Linked DNA regions of Mus musculus: region 2 is linked to region 1. Evidence: chromatin contacts called from public HiChIP or PLAC-seq data. All regions are on one chromosome and are shown on one strand. The core of a region is the stretch at or near the end of the contact, and the rest is flanking DNA. Distances in the headings are between cores, read along the strand shown.

Region 1 (4,207 bases), core at 815-3,314:
AACACTCTGAATTTAAGTATCGATATCCAAAGGGAGAAAGATGCCAAAAAGTTAGTCAAAGAATCAAAGGGACGTCTGTCTTAAGTTAACACCAATACATTTGGTATTATCTTCCAACTAGTCAATAGGACTTCTAAACTGTCAATCAAGGTAAAATAATCAGGACTCTACAAAGAAAAGAAAAGAAAAAAAAACTGGAAAGAAAGCAAGGTTGTCCCTATAAAGAACTCTGGGATCCAAAGTTTTTTTGCATCTCATTTTGAAAGACTAAAATGATCAAATGACATTGCAGCACTAAAAAGTTACTTCAAGTTTGAAATTAGTCAATTCTAAAAATACACCAAAACTTCAACACAATTCCTTCCAGAACAGAAGTTAATATAGTCTCATTCAGCATCTTTAAGGATAGGATGGCAAAGTGCTGCAGCTTCCCACTCAAAAAGCTATTTTATATAGTACACAGTACTATTTCCTACCTCAGTGGTGGTAGCTCTCCTTCCCAATGACATTTACTTGGCTTCTAAATCCCTTCATTTGTCTTCCCACATCTGGTAAAAAAAAAAAGGGGGGGGGGACTTAAAAATCACAGCAGTCCAACAAAGTATTACAAAACAAAACATTATACAAATTTTAACGTTTGATTTCCATGCCATAGTGCATGACAATCACCACCCAGCAACAAACAGAACCAAACATTATACATCACTCGCTATAAAAAAAAAGAGTACAATTATCTAATTAAACGGGCAGAAAAGGTCTGGCTTTCCTCTATTTCAATGGGAAGATCCCGATCTACGAGTCAGAGTGTGACCTCACTTCCGACGTGAATCACACTTTCCGAAGTTCTTACTCGGCATGAGTGTATTAAATACGAGGTCATAGGATCCCTGTAGTTGTTAAACAGAGCATGATGTTGGTTAATCGGGGCTAACTCTGCAAGACATTGAAGCTACGGTAAACTTGGCCAACTAACTCTTACTGCAACACACATTCTTCAGCAATTGCAGCTTTTCACACCTACTGGGGAGAAAAAGTCCAACACTGATTAAGAATGTATCTGTCGATACCCTGACTGCACCTCTTCTCGCTGCGATAACACAACACGAATAGCAGTCACTGTTATCCTTACAGAGTTTTCAGTCAATCAAGCTACTGTAGAAAAACCGTGGCAAAAATGCTGAGTCACTAAATGGGAAAAGCAAAAGGGGCTACAAATACTGAAAGTTTGGGATACCCTTTAGCCACGTTTCTACGTTATATTTGTATGTCTCGAGGTGGGGAACATAATACACAAAGCAAACGCTTGAACTTTTCTCCTCTGGGTTCTCTTATGTCCCTTGCTTCCTGCTGGATATCCACAGCAAAGGGAAACCAGGCCTGACTGGAGCTATGAAACTCCACAATGTGGGTGTAAATAACGCCCGCTGTTAGTCAAGCATTAACCCTGACCGTCCTGCCCTGAGCCTGGTAAGCCCGCGCGCTTCAGTTCAGATCAAGAAGGAAGCAGGAGAGGGGGGAATCTCACTCAAAAAGCTACGCCCTCCACCGGCCTGACACCGTTCCCGGGGCGGCCCCTCCCGGGACAGACTGAGGACAGAGTCTGCGGGAGTGTGGCGCCGGGAGCAACGGGAGCTGGAGCACCCAGCTGTCCCAAGTGATGCCCGGTCCAAGGGGCGTAACCCCTTCTTCCCCCGCGGGGGGCGGGCGAAGCGGGAGCAGGGGACCCGCCGGGCGACCCCAGCCCGGAGCCGCCACTGGGCAGCGCCTGGAGACAGCCGGGTCCGCCGCCTGCCCTTACCTGCGTGTGGCGCGGGATGAGGCTGCGGCGCCGCCCGGAAGGGCCGGAGCGGCCGCCCGGGAGCCGGGAGAGGAGAGCGCCGGCCACACTCTGCACCCCCCCGCACCGTCCACCCCGCGGGCCGCAGGGAGACAAAAAGAAGGGCTCCTCGCGCCGCGGCCGGTCGTGGAGTCACACTGAGCGCGCCCTTCGCCCCGCGGCCGACACAGCGAACGCGACCCGGGACGAGCCGCAGCCCGAGCAGCGGCTGCAGCTGCGGCGGTGGCGGGGCAGAGGGGCGGGGCCACCGGCCGGCGACCCGCTCACCCGGAAGTACTTGTGGCAGGCGGCGGGGTAGCGGACGCGCGCGGCTCGGAGGCTACTGGCTGGACCGCGGAGCGCAGGGCTCGCGGGTGACGGGGAGGGAGACACGCTCGACACGCACTGGCTCAAGCCGGGCCTGGTCCCGAGCGTTGGTATCTGAGCGTTTCGTAACCGTACTTAGCCAGGTGGCCTCAAAGCGGTCTGGTGGGAGGTTTTGGGTGAGTGAGGCACCTGGCGCGCAGTCTGTGGGAAAGGATGTGGAGGGTGGGTGTGGCTGAACGAAATGAAAATACCTGTTTTTAAAGAGATTTCCACCTGAGGCTGTAGCGCAGGTAATAGGGTGCTTACTTAGCATATCTGTAACCTTGGGTGCCATTCCCAGCATAAAATCAGGTATGATGCTATACACCTGTTGTCCCGGGTACCCTGGAACCTGTGGCAGGGCAAAGGAGTTTGAATTATCACAGTGAGACCTGTACACATCACACACACGCGCGCACACACACAAACACACAGACCCAAATCGTAGGCATGTTCTTCAATCCCAAAAGTATCTGGGGAAGGCCCTCACGTTCAAAGTTCCAGGCACCGGAAGCCCTGATCATGCTCTCGGGGAAACTTGCCTTCTAATTGAGTAGATGAACTTGATCAGATAAACAAGGTAATGACAGATTGTCGTGAACTCAGCGGCAAGCAATGATGAGAACATTTTGAGGGTGAGGCCTCTGGCTGGAGAAGATGGTGAGAGAAGACCTCTGGCAGGAAGTGATAGCCGAGCAGGTATCTGGGGGAAAGGGCACAAAATGGTCTTAGGCACGACCTCCCATCTGCAAAAACTGCAGATTTCAGAAGCCCACGAATAAGCCCACGGATGACATGTTTGGATTTTGTCTGATGGCTTCTAAAAGGACTTTCAGAGCTGCCCGTATCCACTGAGATATCAAAGGCTTGATTAACCTTTCATGTTCACGGGGCTGCCACTGTGGGATCAATCAATCCTGGAGGTTCAGCACACAGAGAAAAGTGTGCTGAGAGAAACTGTGTGTCTGTCTGTCTGTCTACAATTGGCTCACAGACAGCAACTTTGGGTGGTATTTCCCTGGAGTCATGCTCCTTGGTTTTTTAAAGACATTATTAAATCTCACATAGACCTGGAATTTACCAGGTCGGCAAAGCTAGCAGCCACTCCAGTGCTGGGGTCACAGGCAAGCGCCACCACACCTAGCTCTCTTTCATTGTAAAAATAGGCGTTAACACTAGTGTTGTGAAGCAGCTTTAGAAGTTCGCTGTTACTTCTCCTTCATATTTTGCCACCTATTTGGCAACTGAAAACAAAAACGACTCCTCTTGTTGAAAGAGTCTATAATAAACGATTCGAAAGAATGTTGTAGACTGACACTCTTTGTCACAGCGAGGAGTCCCTGACTCAGGCTGTAACCCTGAATTACGTGGTAGGCAGTCGTTCTCGGCACATTAAGTCTCTCTTTCTGCCAAAAATATCTGTTCCCAGATCTTTATGGAATATTCTGACATGTGAATGCCCCAGGTCTGTGTGGGCTGGCTGCTCCACAGATATATTAATAGATGAAGGAAAATTTTGCAAATGTTTATACTTTTTGGAAAGTGTGATGGCTGGATCCATACATATTTATTCTTTCCACAGCAAATCTTTCATAGTTTTCTTAGATAATGCCAAGAAATAAAGTGCTTCCTTTTTTAATAACAAATATTCATTGCTGATTTTACTTGCCTGCATCAGATATTGTATTTTTTATTTCAACTACCAGAATCTGTGAAAGTGGATATATTTTTAACATGAATGTCTCTGATATTAATGACAATAATGTGTTTTTCATGTTTCTCTTGTCTTTTCATATTTTTAGATGGAACTATCTTGGCAAAAGCTGGACAATGTTCCTTTATTTGAAACACATATCTGGAAACATCATTAGTTCAGACATTAAAAATAAACTACTAGGAGTTGTGTGAGCAAGTCAGTCAAAATTTCAGCATGGCTGGCAAAGGGACTCCTGAGGCGCCAGCCATAACTCGGGAGCTATGGAGAGTTGAGAGCTGCTGAAGAAATGAAAGTCACTTTCTTTGTGG
Region 2 (4,354 bases), core at 1,829-4,328, 130 kb before region 1:
AAGTTCCCTATTACACCCCCCCACACCCCCACACCCCCCCACACCCACACCCCCACCCCCGCCTTGCTCACCAACCTTCCTGCTTCCCCTGTACTGGGGCATATAATCTTTGCAAGACCAAGGGCCTCTCCTCTCACTGAGAAAAAAGTGTATCTTAAAGACATCTTAGACATTGATTTCTTCCTTAGTACTTCATTATACATCTAAAAAGTTTCTTATATAACCATAATATAAATATGACAGACAATAAAATTAATAGCAATAACAACATTTACTATCTAATCTTATTCAAATATCTTAATTATCCTGAGAGTCTGTTTAACAGTAGGTGTGTTCAAATCTGCATCCAGAGAAGTTCAGGTCATAATATTTGCTTGTTACATTTTTTAAATCTCTTAAGTTGGTTCTCTGTCTGTGTTTATTTTTATTTTGGGGGAAACAAGTTTCATAGCCTAGGCTGCCCTTGAATTTGCATATAGCTGAGGAGCCTTAAACTTCTGATGCCTCTGCCCCTGCCTCTCTGCCTCTCTCTGCCTCTGCCTCTCTCTGCCTCTGCCTCTCTGCCTCTGCCTCTCTCTGCCTCTGCCTCTCTGCCTCTCTCTGCCTCTGCCTCTCTGCCTCTCTGCCTCTCTGCCTCTGCATCTCTGCCTCTGCCTCTCTGCCTCTGCCTCTGCCTCTGCCTTTCTGCCTCTCTGCCTTTCTACCTCTGCCTGTGATTCTAGGTGTACACCACCAGGCCTCCCTTCCTGAAGTCTCTTAAGTCCCTTTGAATTAAGTAAAGCCTCCTCCTTTCAACTATTTGTGTGTGAGCAAATGGAGGGTGGGACACACATGCACTGTGGCAAGCATGCGGATATCAGAAGGTAACTTTGATGAGTCAGGTGTCTCCTAGTGGTGACTTCCAGGGATTAACTCGAGTTGTCAAGATTTGGCGACCAGCATTTTCACCCACCCACCGAGCCATCTTGCCAGCCTCAGCATCTTTTTTTAAATTGCTGTTCTCGTTGGCGTCTCTGTGTTTCTTGAAGCATAATGTACATTTAGATTGATTGGCTGTTTCTTTGTAGTGTTATTTAATTCTCTCTGATCCTCTATATTGCTTTGAGTTGGAAATCTAAGGGCATAACTATATTCAAACACATAAACATTATTTTTGCCTAGATTTCTTTTCTTATAAATTTTGTTCATTCTAGTTTGATCCTTCAAAAAAAAAAATCCAAGTTATTATACCTTAGTTTTTTTCACTGCCAGTGGCTATAAATTCTCATACTCTAGTCCAAGAGTTGATGTTTGATATTATAAACTATGGTTAAAAAAAAGCCGTAACATAGAGTGTAGCATCTGAAGCATTTTCATCATATACACAGTTCAGTGCTGTTGACTGCATTCATATCATCATTGATCTGGCTCAGAACTTCCCTGAATCACAACCCACAGTCAGTTTGCCAGATGACTGTCCCCTTGTCGCTCCCATCCATTTTACCCCAGTAATTTATCTGACGATGTTCTTTGTTGGGTTCAGCCTTTTGTGTCCATCCTACTCCTTTTGTAGGGAGGAGGCAAATGCCGGTCTTGCTTCTGCTGTGGGTTATGGGATGAAGTCAAGGCTTTCTTGTGAGAAACAGCTGGGGGTGGTGGTGAGAAAGAGCACACAGTGAAACTTAAATGTGAGTGGTAAGTCCCTATCCACAGCAGGAGCACACAAGGCTGAAAGCCAGGTTGTCTGCGTCAACATCATCCCCTCTTGGGCTTTATCCCTGTTATTCTATCCCTATGGGATGTGAGAGCAATCTGCTTGTGACATCTGTCACCCCATTGATCACCAGCTGATCTAGCTAGGTAAGCAGGTATCCTGTTCCTCACTGACCCATGTGCATCTTTCAGAAAGCTACATGCTCCTTCCTGAACAGAGGAGGACCTAGGGGAGGACAGGTCTAGGTCAAGGGTATGCAAGTAGTGCTCCCTTCGAGAACCTGCAGTCAAGCTCTCATTCTCTCCCTGTGTTTAAGTTACGGACACCGAAGCGTCAGGAGAGTGGTGAACATATTGCCTGCCTGTTAGGAAGCAAGCGTGACATCCTTGACCACAGTGGTCTTGGCAAGTGCAGTGGAGTCTTCTGGGTCTCTCAAATGTCCTTCTCGGTGTAGAAGTTGTAGCAAAATTGTGAACTGCCAAGGACCGGCTTCTCGTTGGAGAGAGGTTCTGAGAGAAGGGGTGTCTGGGAGCGGGAAAAACAAAGGACTCCAAGTCAAATCAGAGGGCCAAGCTGGCAGCCTCTGTTCTGCTTTCCCCGAAGATCTCCAGTAAGTTTTCTCTCTATTTTCTGCTTGAGACAGTTCTCTAAGGAGGTCTCTCTTGCTATTATAAATTTTCTCTGGATAGCTCATCCCTTGCCCAGTCTTTTATCTTCTGTATCAATCGAGTCGGTTACTCCGGGTTCCCGTTTGATTATCCTATGAATCAGCATCCCTGATCCAGCCCTTTGATTCTTGGGAGACATCTTGCACTTTCCCCCCCTTTTTTTAGCATTGCAAAATAATTCAGAGATCTGCCTTCCTCTGTTATACACAGAAGGCTTGCTAGCTGGGTGGGGTCCCACCCTGGAATTACCATTCTGACTCTGCCTGAACTTAAGTTCAATCTGTCCCAGGCTGACTTTGAACTCAGGGATCTGCCTGTCTTTGTAAATGGCAGGGTGGTTCACGGTATAGGTAGCTGCCTGTGTTCCTTCAGAACTGTGAAGCCCCTTATACAATTCAATTCATATCGCATCCTTATATTTTTGCATAATTGAGAAATTATACATTTTGGAATTCATGTTTTTAGAGTTCTTTTCCACAGCCTTAAGGGCTGTCCTGGAGGTCATAGCATTTCCGGTTTTGCTGAGGTATTAGCCGCACTTTCGCCTCCTGGACTCATGTTGTCTCTGATTATCATGGAGTCTTTAGTGTTACTAGGGAGGACGTTCCTCAGAGGAATGTGAAAACATGTACATAATTATACAGTCAGCAACCATCAGCACTGGTGGAGGAGGCCCACACCCTGCTGGCTTGTTCCAGGGGCAGGAATCCTATCATGCTGCCGCTTACACGAGGCAAGCATCTGTGGAACAGGCCTGGGCATGGTTCTGGGAAGGCAGGGCCCTATACTTCCTAGTGCATCCAACAGGAGGCTCACAATGACTTTCTGTGTTAAGGGGTAGCTCCTTTGGTGACTGCCTGGTTCTCTTATGTTAAGGTTGCCCTCCAGGATATACCTTACAAGTGTCCCCAATACTATAATCAGTTATTGCTTTAGGTTGTAAGACTAAACTTTATCATCTTGTCCTGTATTTATTTATTTATTTACATATATATTTTTTCTCTTTATTTTCTTTTCTTTTATTGGATATTTTCTTTATTTACATTTCAAATGTTATCCCCTTTCCCAGTTTCCCCTCCAGAAACCCCTTTATCCCATCCCTCCTACCCCTGCTTCTATGAGGGTGTTTCCCCACCCATCCACCCACTCTCACTTCCCCACCCTGGCAGTCTCCTACACTGGGGCATCGAGCCTTTACAGGCCCAAGGGCCTGTCCTCACATTGATGCCCAGCAAGGCCTACATATGCAGCTGGAGCCATGGGTCCTTCCATGTGTAATCTTTGGTTAGTGATTTAGTCCCTGAGAGCTCTAAGGGGTCTGGTTGGTTGATATTGTTGTTCTTCCTATGGGGTTGCAAACCCCTTCAGCTCCTTCAGTACTTTCTCTAACTCCTCTGTTGGGGACCCTGTACTCAGTCCAATGGTTGGCTGTGAGCATCTGCCTCTGTATTTGACTCTGGCAGAGCCTCTCAGGAGACAGCTATATCAGGCTCCTGTCAACAAGCACTTCTTGGTATCTGCAATAGTGTTTGGGTTTGGTGACTGTATATGGGATGGATCCCCAAGTGGAGCAGTCTCTGGATGGCCTTTCCTTCAGTCTCTGCTCCACATTTTGTCTCCATATTTCTTCCTGTGAGTATTTTCTTCCCTCTTCTAAGAAGGGCTGAAACATCCACACTTTGGTCTTCCTTCTTCTTGAGCTTCATGTGGTCTGTGAATTGTATTTTGGATATTCCGAGCTTTTGGGCTAATATCCACTTATCAGGGAGTGCATTTATGATTAGGTTACCTCTCTCAGGATGATATTTTCTTGTTCCATCCATTTGCTTAAGAATTGTCCTGTATTAATTGAGTCAGAGCAATTAACAAAGCAACCATGTTAATCACTTGTAGACATTTGCCTTTTTCCCATTTTCTTGTCCAGTTGAAGTCCTTTTTCGGTGTCCCTTCATCTTTTTGGACCCAGTACCATTAGACTTCATGATTTCTTGTG

What was found. HiChIP or PLAC-seq counts read pairs in DNA pulled down with a chosen protein or histone mark.
Region 2: an H3K27ac HiChIP or PLAC-seq map of embryonic stem cells shows a contact between it and region 1, with 6 read pairs. The contact joins the enhancer-like site here to the promoter of Lrrfip2 in region 1. A contact is called at or near these places in 9 of 39 promoter capture datasets (3T3-L1-derived adipocytes, the C10 cell line, the HPC-7 cell line and 6 more), 4 of 484 Hi-C or Micro-C datasets (the G1E-ER4 cell line, embryonic stem cells, nephron progenitors and 1 more), 8 of 115 datasets of contacts at active chromatin or transcription factors (the 230-238 cell line, bone marrow-derived macrophages, embryonic forebrain and 2 more) and 4 of 9 other capture datasets (adipose tissue, embryonic stem cells, liver and 1 more).

The regions. Positions count from the first base shown.
Region 1 is chr9:111,115,981-111,120,187 of GRCm38.p6, reverse strand. Lrrfip2 (leucine rich repeat (in FLII) interacting protein 2) reads right to left here and starts at 2,064. Exons shown (of 15, transcript NM_001374664.1): 1 at 1,799-2,064; 2 at 477-548.
Region 2 is chr9:111,242,290-111,246,643 of GRCm38.p6, reverse strand. The region is part of intron 11 of Mlh1 (mutL homolog 1); the gene reads left to right. Among named protein-coding and RNA genes, the nearest start is that of Gm51692, 10 kb to the right of the region's middle. Within about 2 kb of position 3,078, at least 14 of the 459 cell types and tissues checked have an H3K27ac peak or open chromatin away from gene starts, as enhancers often do. A contact at or near this core is called in embryonic stem cells, where this site is marked.